Regions from separate parts of the Sus scrofa genome. Here region 1 is linked to region 2. Evidence: chromatin contacts called from public Hi-C data. All regions are on one chromosome and are shown on one strand. The core of a region is the stretch at or near the end of the contact, and the rest is flanking DNA. Distances in the headings are between cores, read along the strand shown.

Region 1 (5,722 bases), core at 410-2,909, 65 kb after region 2:
CCAAATTAATGCTTAAACACCCTTCAAATCTGGCATTGGAGTGGACGCTCTAGGGGCCGTGGGAAACAGACATTTTTTAAGGGGGTTACATGCTCTGACAGTGCCTATTTCTGGTAGCATCTGACTCTTTACCTATCTCACATCATGAAAAACTTGGTTAGGTCAACACTGGCGCACCAAGAGAGAAGAGTTGGGTAACTCTTTAAACTAGCAGCTACGACTTGTAAGCAGGCTCAGAAGTATAGCTTCTGCTATTGCTCAGGCTTCCTGACTGCCTTCCTCAGAGTGGCACATAGAAAAATCACAGGCTGCTTTGGGCGTTAGACACAGCTTCACCCATAACTGCGGGGAAGCTGTGGGGAGTGGTCAACTCTATCTGTAAAAGAAGAATAGTCATACGCTCCCTAGAAAGATCAGTAAATGTAAATTCTAGAACAGTGTCTCTAAACTATGGTCCATAGGCCAAATGTGGCCTGCTGCTTATTTTCCAGATAAAGTTTTAATGGAATGTGGGACATTCATTTATTACGTATTGTTTATATGTCCACAGAACATCAGCAGAACTGAACAGTCACAATCAAGATGGCATGGCTCAAAAAGCCTAATATATTTATGATCTGGCCTTTTATTTATTTTTATGTTTTATTTATTTATTTATTTTCGTCTTTTGTCTTTTTTAGGCCTGCACCCACAGCATATGGAGGTTCCCAGGCTAGGGGTTCAATTGGAGCTGCAGTCGCTGGCCTACGCTGGAGCCACAGAAACGCCAGATCCGAGCCACGGCTGTGACTTACACCACAGCTCACGGCAACGCTGGATCCTTAACCCACTGAGCAAGGCCAGGGATCAAACCTGCAACCTCATGGTTCCTAGTCAGATTCGTTTCCGCTGTGCCATGATGGGAGCTCCTGGCCTTTTATAGACAAACTTTGCTGGTCCCTGGACGAAAACGTGGTCCTGAACCTGAAGATACTCAATAAACATTAAGTAGTAATTATTCTCTCCTTCACCAGAACCCAGTCTGGGTGAGAGTGGAAAAGAAAGAACACAGAATTGGCAGGAAAGGGAGCAGGGTGGCCAACTGTCTCTTTCCATTTCCCAGAAACTCAAATTGGAATTGAACTGGAATCCGTGAGTGAAACCTAATAGAGAGCTGAAGTACAGTTTCTTTCTTTTCCTTATTGAAAACGGTCACGGGTCCAAAACCTTTTTCTTTCCTCTTGGAAAGCACTATGTCTCACCATTGAAGCTGACAGTTCCTTCTTGATATCGGTTGTCATTGGCAGGGAATGTGAAAATCTTCCGTCAGAGCACAGCACGGCCATTTCAGGCCGTTTTGCTTGTGTCGGTATTGATTTCAATTACAACAAGTTATCTGAATCACTGGGCTTCCTGTTGGCTGCACTCACTGCCCAGTGATGCAAATGGAAAGCCTCTTTCAAACCTACAATATCTGGTTACTTCCAACGAGGCCCAGGCCGCTGGGGTATAAACAAAACCCAAGCACCAATCCCTGCACAAGGAAATGATCTTCATTTGCCCTCCATGATGTCATCTGTCTTGGGCTTGACAATTTTTGAACAAGTATTGACTGGGAGGCCAGGCCAATCTGAAGAATTCATCTTGCTCCTTATCAGGGCAAGTAGTCAAGCATATCGCAAAACATTTGATTTGGTTCAATTCCTTGTGTACATATCCTTTCTCTCTTCTCTTCCTTCCCCCCTCCATTATGTCAGCCTCTGTGGGAGGAGCTTGCGTGTTTGCACAAAGCATAGTCTGATGGTGTTCGGTGTCTGTGTGTTTATTCTGTGGGTAAGAATTTGAATGGCTTTTCTCTTCTACCTGTTAGCTTATAAGCAGCCTAATCCAGGGATCAGACTCCTGGGTTTCACATAGTGATTCAGCAATTCGTGTCGGAATGGCTTTTTATAGCAGTAAGGCAGACCGTCATTTCCAAAGACATATGCACATAAGGCCAAACATACAGAACATGTCGTAATTCGTGATGCTGTAAATGCACATATTTGAATCATTGCCTTTAAGGCTTTTGTACTGAGTCGTCATTTAGCTGGAAAGGAGCCTACATTACTGTGGAACAGACTGACTCATTTTCTCCCCAAATTGCCTTCCTTTGGACTCAGAGGTGGACTATATTTCCCAGCCTCCTTTGCAGGTAGATGCAGCCTTGTGTCAAAATTGTGGTCATTGAATGAGGTGGAAGTGGTAAGACTCTTTTTCAGGCCCAGGCCATAAAATCCTCCCAAGTGCAATCCTCTGATCTCTTGACTCATCTCACAGCTACTGAATAGAGAGGCCTCCAAGGACATACAGGAGGTTGAGGTGGCCACATGGAAGGAGCCTGGGTCCCTGAGTGTAAATGTGGAACAGATTTCCCAGCCCCAACATTGTCCTCACCAACCCAGATCGCACTGTGATGAGATCCTTTGTGCCACCCTTACAGCTAATCCACACTGGACCATAATGAGAGCAAGAAACAGACATTTACTGTGTTAAATCAGTGGGTTTGGGGGTTGATAGTTGTAACAGCGAGTCTAGCTTGACTGAGGTACTGGCTCACTCTTCTATTAAGCATTGTCTTTAACTCATCATCTTCACAAGTGCAGTAACGTTCAAGACACATATTTTGCTGTATTTTATGGAATAGATGAGATACTACAAAGGTGTTTGGGAGTGAGAAGATGTGTGGGCACACTCACTTACGTAGTTTTTCCTTCACAATGTTCCTCTGATGGAGGTGACATGTTCAATGTCAAGGTAACAATAAGGGCTTAATGTCTTAGTTTCATTATATAAGCAGAACCTTTTTTTTTTTTTTATAGCCCTATTTTCCCTGGATGAGTCCATTACTCTGTACATGAGTATCAAACTTAATTATTGGGCAGAAGATGGCAAATTATGTTTTGTCTTTGTTGGACTAGGCATTTATCTGTGTCTGAGAGGGAAGTGATTATGGCATTGAGGAGGAAAGGGTGAGAAAGCTATTCTGCAGATGAGGAATCTGCAAAAGTTAATGGTACTGGGTGGTTTCCTTCTGCCACTGGCTGGTATGATCCAGGTGAGGCTGCCCCTTTCGCCTCCATCACAGAGTGAGAAGGTCACAGAACACAGCCTCAGACCTAGGGTGGACACAAACATGAGCAAGACACAGAGTGTTATTGTTAAAACCAGGAAGATGTTGGGGACATCTGTTTCTGCCACTTACCCTAAGGTGACTGACGCGTGGGGGCTCAGAGAGGTTAGCTAACTTACCTAAGGTCACAGGATAATAAGTTGTGAAGCCAGGTTTTGAATCCAGGAAGCCTAATTCCAGAGCCTGTGTATATAACCACTTTCATGTAGATGAAGAATTTTCCTGGTCTTTATGTGTAGGATAGGCTGGAACAGGGAGAGGCTAGAGGCAAGGACTATGTAGGAAGATTCTAAATGTGAAGTTGTAAGAATCTGGAAGAGGACACATATTTAGGGGCTCTGATTTATGTAGAGGAGCTGCCTCACAAACAACACTTGAAAAGGTGAATGAATGAGTTTTTCTGACTGCAGGTGCCAGTTAGTGCTGGTGTCACCACCACATTCTGGGGAGACATTTTCTTCCCTGTCATTCCTTCTTCTGCCTACACATCATTTCTGGCAGAGTCACTGAGTCAGCTTCCCTGAGGATGACTGCCCCCACCCCACTCCCCAGGAATGTCTCAGCCAGCACTACCCGAACAGATGGAGGGCAACCTGCCCTTTTGCTGGATCCTTAATTGGCATCATCACAACCCTTTATTGCCTTTTTCCCACCCTTTCCTTTGTGGGTTCAGCCCTGTCAACTGAAATTTAATTCACTCTTCTTTCATGCTACTTATAACATCCTAGTGAGTAGAAAGTCCTCTTGCCAATAAGTTCCTTTGCCCCCTTTCTCACTCTTTCTTTTGCAAGTGGTGCTAGGGAGGGTGGAGGGGGTTATTAAAAGGTAAAAGGAGTCTCCCTTTCATTTTACAAATGCAATTCTTTTCTGACTTGGTGATATTTAGAACCTGGGAACATAAGCCCACATTCCCAGTCTGTAATCCCCGCTGCCTAAATCCTCATGCCAGAAAATCAGTCAGCAAACTTAAAACCCACAACAGCTCTAAGGGCGTCTAAGCAAGTCCCATAAGTCTCCGCATAGGGGATGGGGAGAAGGAGGAAGAGGAAAGGGCTGAGAAACCCGGCTTGTCCCAAAAGCATGCACTCAACTGCAAGCTGGCCACTTACTACCACTTTCTTTCTTATTATGCGGCAGAAGCTGATGCCACTTTCTATGGATAAGATGGTACAATATTTTTGAAAGTAATTTTTACCAGAATGAATCATATTGTAAAATTTCTAACACTGGCTTGTATAACCAAGATGAATTTTATTTTTAAAGGATAGTTTAATGTGAAAAAATCTATTTCTGCTAGGTATTCTGTCTCTTCTCATGTGGTCATCGTTTAAATGATGGCAATTAAGGCACAGTGAGGCTGTGCATGAGCAACAGTGGCTGCATTGGAAAGATGGCAGAGGAAGAGGAAAGAAAAAAGATTCCTTTGGTTCCAGAAAAATCTCCTGAAAAAGAGGAAGGTTTCTCAGGCCCTCAAAGCCAACCTGGCAGTTCCCATTATCACTCAGCAGGTTAAGAACCTGACTAGTATCCATGAGGATGTGAGTTCAATCCCTGGCCTCAAAAGATAGGTTAAAGTTCTGGTGTTGCCGCAAGCAGCAGTGTGAGTTGAAGGTGTGGCTTGGATCTGGCGTTGCTGTGGTGTAGGCCAGCAGTGGTAGCTCCAGTTTGATCCCTAGCCTGGGAACTTCCTTATGCAGCAGGGGAAAGAAAAGCAGGGGAAAAAGCCACCCAGGATAAGAAGGGGCTTTTGCAAAAGAAAGAGTAGAGAAGATGAAAAGAGCTCGAGTTTAAGTGACTGGAATGACTCCTGAATGATTCCTGGCAGCAACTATCTGACAGGATGCACCATAGATAGTTAGGAGAGAAACCTCATGGCTTGGAAGTGCCAGAGAAACATTTCTTGGCCTTTGTTGTGTGCATTCAAAGGATTAATGGGCAGGTTTACTGGTGCCGAGAACCATAGCTAGACTTCTGCCTGAATAAGACTGCCAGTGATGTCTTTATGAAAGTAACCCCTGAAACCATAAACACACTTCCTAGAGTGGAAACTTCTGTGATCTTGGGATTTCTACATCTGAAGTCTGTTTGGGAACTCGTCTTGAAATGTGGACATGGCAAGGTCAAGAATAAAAGCATCCCTCTGATGGACAACACAGTGACCGAGGAGCACCTAGTATCACTTCGTGGAAGACCTCTCTCATGAAATTGACTTCCCAGGGAAGATTTTTCAGGTGACCTTAGGGTTCTTACACCCTTTCCAACTCTCAGTAGCCTATCACACTACGAGAAGAGAGTGGGCTTCCTCTAGGAGGTGGGTTTACCTGGTTGTGGAGGTGAATGCATCACTTGGCTCATTCGGCAGCTAAACTACACTCGGAATCTCCGAAAGCACAGTGCCTTGGAAACACGTGCTTTTGTTTTATGGAACTGTTACTCAGTATCGTCAAAGAAGATTATTTTCTGGCATATCCTCAGAAACTGGAGGGGCAGTTTCAGGGAGAAGACGGTGGTGTTCACCGCAGGCACTTTTTATCCCACCCTAGTTCCAAGGAAAAGTTCCTGTGTGTTTTC
Region 2 (6,071 bases), core at 1,081-3,580:
TTGACCTGGATTAAACCATTTGTCTAAATAACTGTCCAAGAGTATGTGTACATTTTAAGTACTTTTCTATGTGAATGTTATGTGCCGCGATAAAAACTAAAACGCATCCACATCCACACACTCCGAGCCCATCATCCGTGGCACATGACTATCTAATGCCTCCTGTGCTAAGATGGGCCTGAACGGAGGGCAGTTCAGGGCTGGCAGCTATGGCAAAATGCACACTGGATTCAAAGTGTTTCTCCTTCATGTAACGTCATTGATTGACTGTGATCTGGGATTGAGTTATCAACACACAAAAATCCCCTTCCATAAAATCCTGTTTGATTCAACTAACTTCATTCATTCTTATAAATACCCACTTAGTCTTATCTCAATTTAGTTTAGGGACAAAAACCACTAGGCATTATTATAAATTAAATGAGAATTGATTGTGAATCTCTGAGAATTGGTCCCGGCTCCTTTATTTTCATGCCAGCCCTGTTCTCTTTCTAAATGACCTGCAAATTTGTTTTAGTCAATTTCCTTTTACCTCAAGTGACACAGCCTGAGCTCCATAGATAGTGAAGGAGAAAATACATTCAGCAATTTTTTTTAATCATCTCCAAACACATGAGCAAAGGAATATCTGAAAGATGTTTTCACCTGACTAATTAGGTTAGAAATCTCAGGAGAACAGTTCTGCTTGCTACATTTTTGATGGAAATGCTTCTGTTTCTGGTTGAGAATCTTGCAGAAACAGATTTCTCCTTTGACACTTCCTGTTGGAACTTCTGGGAGAAAAAAAGAATGCAACTTTTTCTTTTTCATCAATTGGGAGAGAGACATAGATCGCAGGGTAACTTAGGTACAAGCGCCATGACTTCTTAATGTTTTAAGTACATACTTTATAGCATGGAATTATCAGAGTACCAGAAAATAAATGCTTTTTGCTAACTGTGGACACATGCTCCCCATCTCAAACTGTGGTATTTCATTCACCACTTTCATTCCAGTGTTTATGAAGTTCTCGGTTTTTAGTATCTGCAAGTCAAATAGTGGAATATAAAACACTTCTCTTCTGTGTTTGAAACATTCTTCCCTTTTCTCATTTATCAATGTGAGTGCTTAGAACCAACTGTCCTTCCATTCTTTCGTCACTTTACATTTGTCAACTGGGGAGTGAAAGTCTCTGAAGGAAGCAGTTAGTTTTCCTTTGTGTTCTCCATGGCATTTACATACAATGCTGAAAATACATGGGTGCTTAATAAATTCTGGCCACTTCTGACCCCATCCCTTTGAAAAAGATACGTTTTAAAAGTACACCAAAATCTTGCCTTGAGATTCTTACTCAGCATGGTCAGGGCCAGTTAAGACAAGTGGTAGGACATGACTGAACTCTTGGTCTCTTCAGAGTCTTCGGCTACAGATTATAATTGTTAGTGATAACTGCTAGAAATGGCTATTATTGAAAATGGGGCCCCTAACTAATTTTAAAAATATATATGCCTGTCAGGGTACTGGGGTAAAATGCAGTGGCAAAAATATACTAATGAAAGGATAATATTGTGTGTGATGACATGGGGGAAGAAGAAAAAAAAAAAAAACCTGGCAAGAAGCCAAACATGAGAAAAACACAAGGTAGCTCTGATCTCAATCCACTGGGGTTTCCCCCATTGCCTAGTGCCCTTTACCTCCCATCAGAAGATGCTATAGGTGCTAGTCAAGAAGTTAAAGAATTAGTGTTTGTGACAACAAAGAAGAAAAGGATAGGCGTTTTCTGGTGGCTTAGTGGGCTAAGGGTCTAACATTGTCACTGCTGTGGCTCTGGTTACCTCTACAGTTTGGGCCACCTGGCCTGGGAACTTTTGCATGCCACGGGTGCAGCCAAAAAGAGAGAAAGGATGGCCTCTTTAGAGCTCCTAGTATTTGGTTTTCAATGTTCAGTTTCACGAATATAATAGAATGCAGTGGGGACATGCTCTACAAGGCAGAGACACAGACCAAGGATTACCTTTGGGGCCCTTGATGTTGTATACAAAACTGGGTCTGTACATACATTCCTTTTTCCTGAGTTTTCTGGCCTTTTATCTGGGATTCCTGACCTTTTCTTCCTCCAGATTAAAAATCATTGCTTATAAGTAACTCCACATTTTTTCTAATGTCCTAGAACTAGCCATCTGAGCTTGACTGGACAAGCAAATTTGAGAAAGATCCTTCCCACAAGGACTCAAATGGCATTTTGCAAAGATGACAGTTCTCATCATGCATCAGTTTAGAACTGTTGAGGGGATCCCTTTCCAGAATCCAAGCATCACGCTGAAAATACCAGAGGCTATTAATACTGCATGTATATTTACTTTCATGACTTGGCAAGTGTGTGAGCTGCGACACACAATCTTCGCAGAGAGGACACTGTGAAGGTTGGCTTGCAACCACGCAGATGTCTGGGGTTTGGCTTCATGCTCTCTCCTCCTCCTCCTTCTCAGCCACAGAATGGTTCACCTAGTGCATTTGTATTTCCATTCTCTGGAGCCTAGTCTCTTCTGGTTTTTTTTTTTTTAATTTTTGAAATGTAATATACCATAAATTCAAATTTCCAAGTGTACAGTTCAATAGTTTTTAGTTTATCCACTGAGTAATGCAACCATCATCACCACCTAATTTTAAAACCTTCTATTTTTAAGACTCTCTTCTAAGCGTTTTCTTCTGATGTCTCTGGAACAACATTATGCTTCATTTATTTTTTTTAAAGAAAGAAGATCTATGTTCTGAAATCACCCCTGTAGATAACTGGCAATCACATGATTTAAGGTGGGGAGTCTTGATAATGTAGATTGGCCCCTTCTCTTCTAATGCCAGCTTTAATTCTTTGTGAGGCAGAAAGAATGCGTGTTTAATCAATTTTTAAAATGTAGTTGATATCTCCCAGACAAAAAGAAAAAGAAAAAAGGTTGGACCATTCGAATTTACCATTTTTGTAGGCCATCAGTAGCGAATATTTGTCATTTCACAAGGTTCAACATAATGAAAAATGCATGAAATTTTCATGCTTACTCCAGTGGCACTGCAAAAATTTGAAGGAAGATACTATGTTTCAGGCTCATTAAAAATAAAGTAACTTGCTCTTGTTTGAAACACATAGCTAAAATATTGTGGGGTTTTGTGATTATATACAAAGAGCTAAAATATTCTCAACCTTCATTCATTCAATCTTTCACTAAGTAGCTACTCTCTGCCAAGACAGGTGATAGGAAGGAAGATACAGTCCCTTCCATAAGGAACACACATTTTTGCTGTACCTTCTTTATGAATTTATTATTTTATAGCTCTGCAAAGTGTTTGCATTTCTATCTTCAGCAAATTTATTAACTCATTAACTCTTGGTTCCTACTGCTTCAGAGGTAGGCCAAGCCCTCCTTTCTTTCACACAAACTTCAATTACACAAAAGACTTTTTTTTTTTTTAATCTCCCTGTAATTCCCAAATTCACAGAATGGAACAATCTTATGCCAGTGTTGCAATGTTTCCACACTATTAAGGGGTGGAATTTTGTGGTTTTCCCAAGTGTAAGTACCACCTGCCTCAGTCTTAGCTGAATGTCAATGAGTCTCAATTCTCAAGTTTTGAAAGTAGATTAAAGCATTTAATTTACACAACACACACAGAGTGTCTTAAAGTGTCAAAATATAGCTGTCAATATTCAAGTCTTATGTGTGATCAGAAACATCAATAATATAAAAGACACATATAAGTAACTTGTACATACTTCCAGGATATTGGTAATTCCCAATATAGTTTAAATACTACACTAGCCTTTCAGATATCCAGTGGATTTTACTAGTTTTGATTTAAGCTGGGATGCACTCCTGGACTATTGACTTGGGGTGGAGAACGACATATATCTTTTATTAATTTTCCTCCAAGTACTGCTCCTAGGCAGAGAAAGAGAATGCTGGGAAAGGCCCATCATCAGGTCGGCACCAGAAAGGTCATGATGCTCAGGAAGCAAAATGATGAAAATCAAGGATAATAGAGTTAATCATGTCCAGAAGTGATAGAATTTGTGAGGCTTGGAGAACATATCATTCCATTACTTCATTAACAAATAAGGAAATGGAATTCCTGAAAAGCTAAGTGACTGATTCAAAGTTATTTATTAGGTAAAAATCCAAAATTCAAATCCAATGATTCAAATTCCCAACACACACAAAAAAGATCCTACCATATAGCACAGGGAACATATTCAGTATCTTTTGATAAGACATAATGGAAAAGAACATGAAAATATGTGTGTGTGTGTGTGTGTGAGAGAGAGAGAATTTACATTTCTAAGATGTTTCCTAATGATGCTGATGTTGCTGATTGGGGATCACACTTTGAGAAAAAAACAAGCCTGCATGAAGCCAGCTGAACAACTCCTCTACCAACAGGGTTTCCAAGGGCTGTAACTCCTGGTGCTCACCCCTTTGGCTTCTAAAAGTATAATAAGTTATCAAAACACTCCATCCAAAATCTCAGTTGCTCTCTCGTCCCCAAGTATTGGCTTCCAAATCAAGACTGGCATCAACATGACTGTGTGTCTTCACAGATGGCTAGTGAGTTAGTTTGGAATAAGAAGGGAGCTATGCAGCCCTTTTGATTGGCACCCGGAGCTTCTAATACCCAGCCTTCTGACTGCTGCTTCTTTCTCGTTCCCTCAACAAAATAATGAATGTTAAATGTGCTGATGATAAGAAGATAGCCATAAAAATAAGTTTTATGAACCCCGTCTCATCTTCAATCCTTAAAGAGGTAGAGAATTACAATAAACACTGTAGCCATCAGGATTCTTAGTTGCAGAAATAGAATTGAGGTTAGCCAGTGTAAATAGAAAGAGATTTAATATAAGGAATCAGGTAGCTTACAGAAAGTGAGTTGGCTTAGAAGAAACTGGGTCCCATTCAGAACCCTCATGGGAATGTGAGTTTCAGCTTTCCAGTCTTCGTTCCAGAGGAAGGCATGGTAGAAGAAGACTGGGGTGGTTGCTGAGTGAACCACACAGCACTGGCTGCCCCAATTACCATGACGAAGCTTTATTCTCAAGCTAGATGCTGATGAAATATCAGGTCTTGTGTTTACATACTCATATAATGATTTATGACTTAGCCTCGAATTAAAGGAGAGTTTGTCGTAAACTGACATGTAAAGTATTATCTTGTAGATAAGTCTGCTAGTATATTAGCAGAAAGGTTAATGATTTCTGGTCCTTGGGTTCCTGGGATTTCAGGATTCACAAAGATCTTTTATTTGAAGGAACGCTTTTCCAAAGACAATCTGGTGGCTGTTGCAATCCAATGTTGACTACTTTGCTGGCATATATATGTTGTCTTTTTGGGGCTGCCCTCACAGCATATGGAAGTTCCAAGGCTACTAGGGGTTGAATTGGAGCGGTAGCTTCTGGCCCACACCACAGCCACAGCAACATGGATCCAGGCCACATCTGTGGATCCAGTGTTGGATCCTTAAACCACTGAGCAAGGCCAGGGATCAAACCCACATCCTCATGGATAGCAGTTGGGTTCGTTACCACTGAGCCACAGTGGGAACTCTGGTTTATATTTTATACTGTGTTATAGTTTATACTAGGTTTCTGTACTGCGAGAGTATCACTGAAAGTAACATTTTTGAAATGTATATTGGCTAAATATGTTAAGGATAAAGATTCATTCTACCATTAATTTTCAGGATATGTTAGATTAAAAACATTGGGGAGTTCCTGTTGTGGCTTAGCGGTAATGAACCCCACTGGTACCCATGAGGATGCAGGTTCAATCCCTTGCCTTGCTCAGTGGATTAAGGATCCAGTGTTGCCATGAGCTGTGATGTAGGCTGGCAGCTGCAGCTCCGACTCAACTCTTAGCCTGGGAATTTCCATATGCCATGGGTGTGGCCCTAAAAAGATAAAAAAAAAAAAAAATCACTGGCCTTAATAATCAGAAGGTCTTATGAACTATGAAACTTGAGATGTCTTATAATTAGATGCTTGCAATTAAAACGATTTCTCTGTAAATGAAACCTTAATGCTGTGGGCTTGGTCACTACTAAATAGA

The links. Hi-C and Micro-C count contacts between places; a contact is called where the count stands out from the background.
Region 1: a Hi-C map of skeletal muscle shows a contact between it and region 2, with 2.5 times the contacts expected there. A contact is called at or near these places in 6 of 47 Hi-C or Micro-C datasets (embryonic fibroblasts, liver, psoas muscle and 2 more) and 2 of 2 datasets of targeted methods (alveolar macrophages and skeletal muscle).

Annotation. Positions count from the first base shown.
Region 1 is chr5:93,558,107-93,563,828 of Sscrofa11.1, forward strand. It overlaps the pseudogene LOC100523905. Among named protein-coding and RNA genes, the nearest start is that of DUSP6, 260 kb to the left of the region's middle.
Region 2 is chr5:93,492,416-93,498,486 of Sscrofa11.1, forward strand. No RefSeq gene overlaps it. Among named protein-coding and RNA genes, the nearest start is that of DUSP6, 190 kb to the left of the region's middle.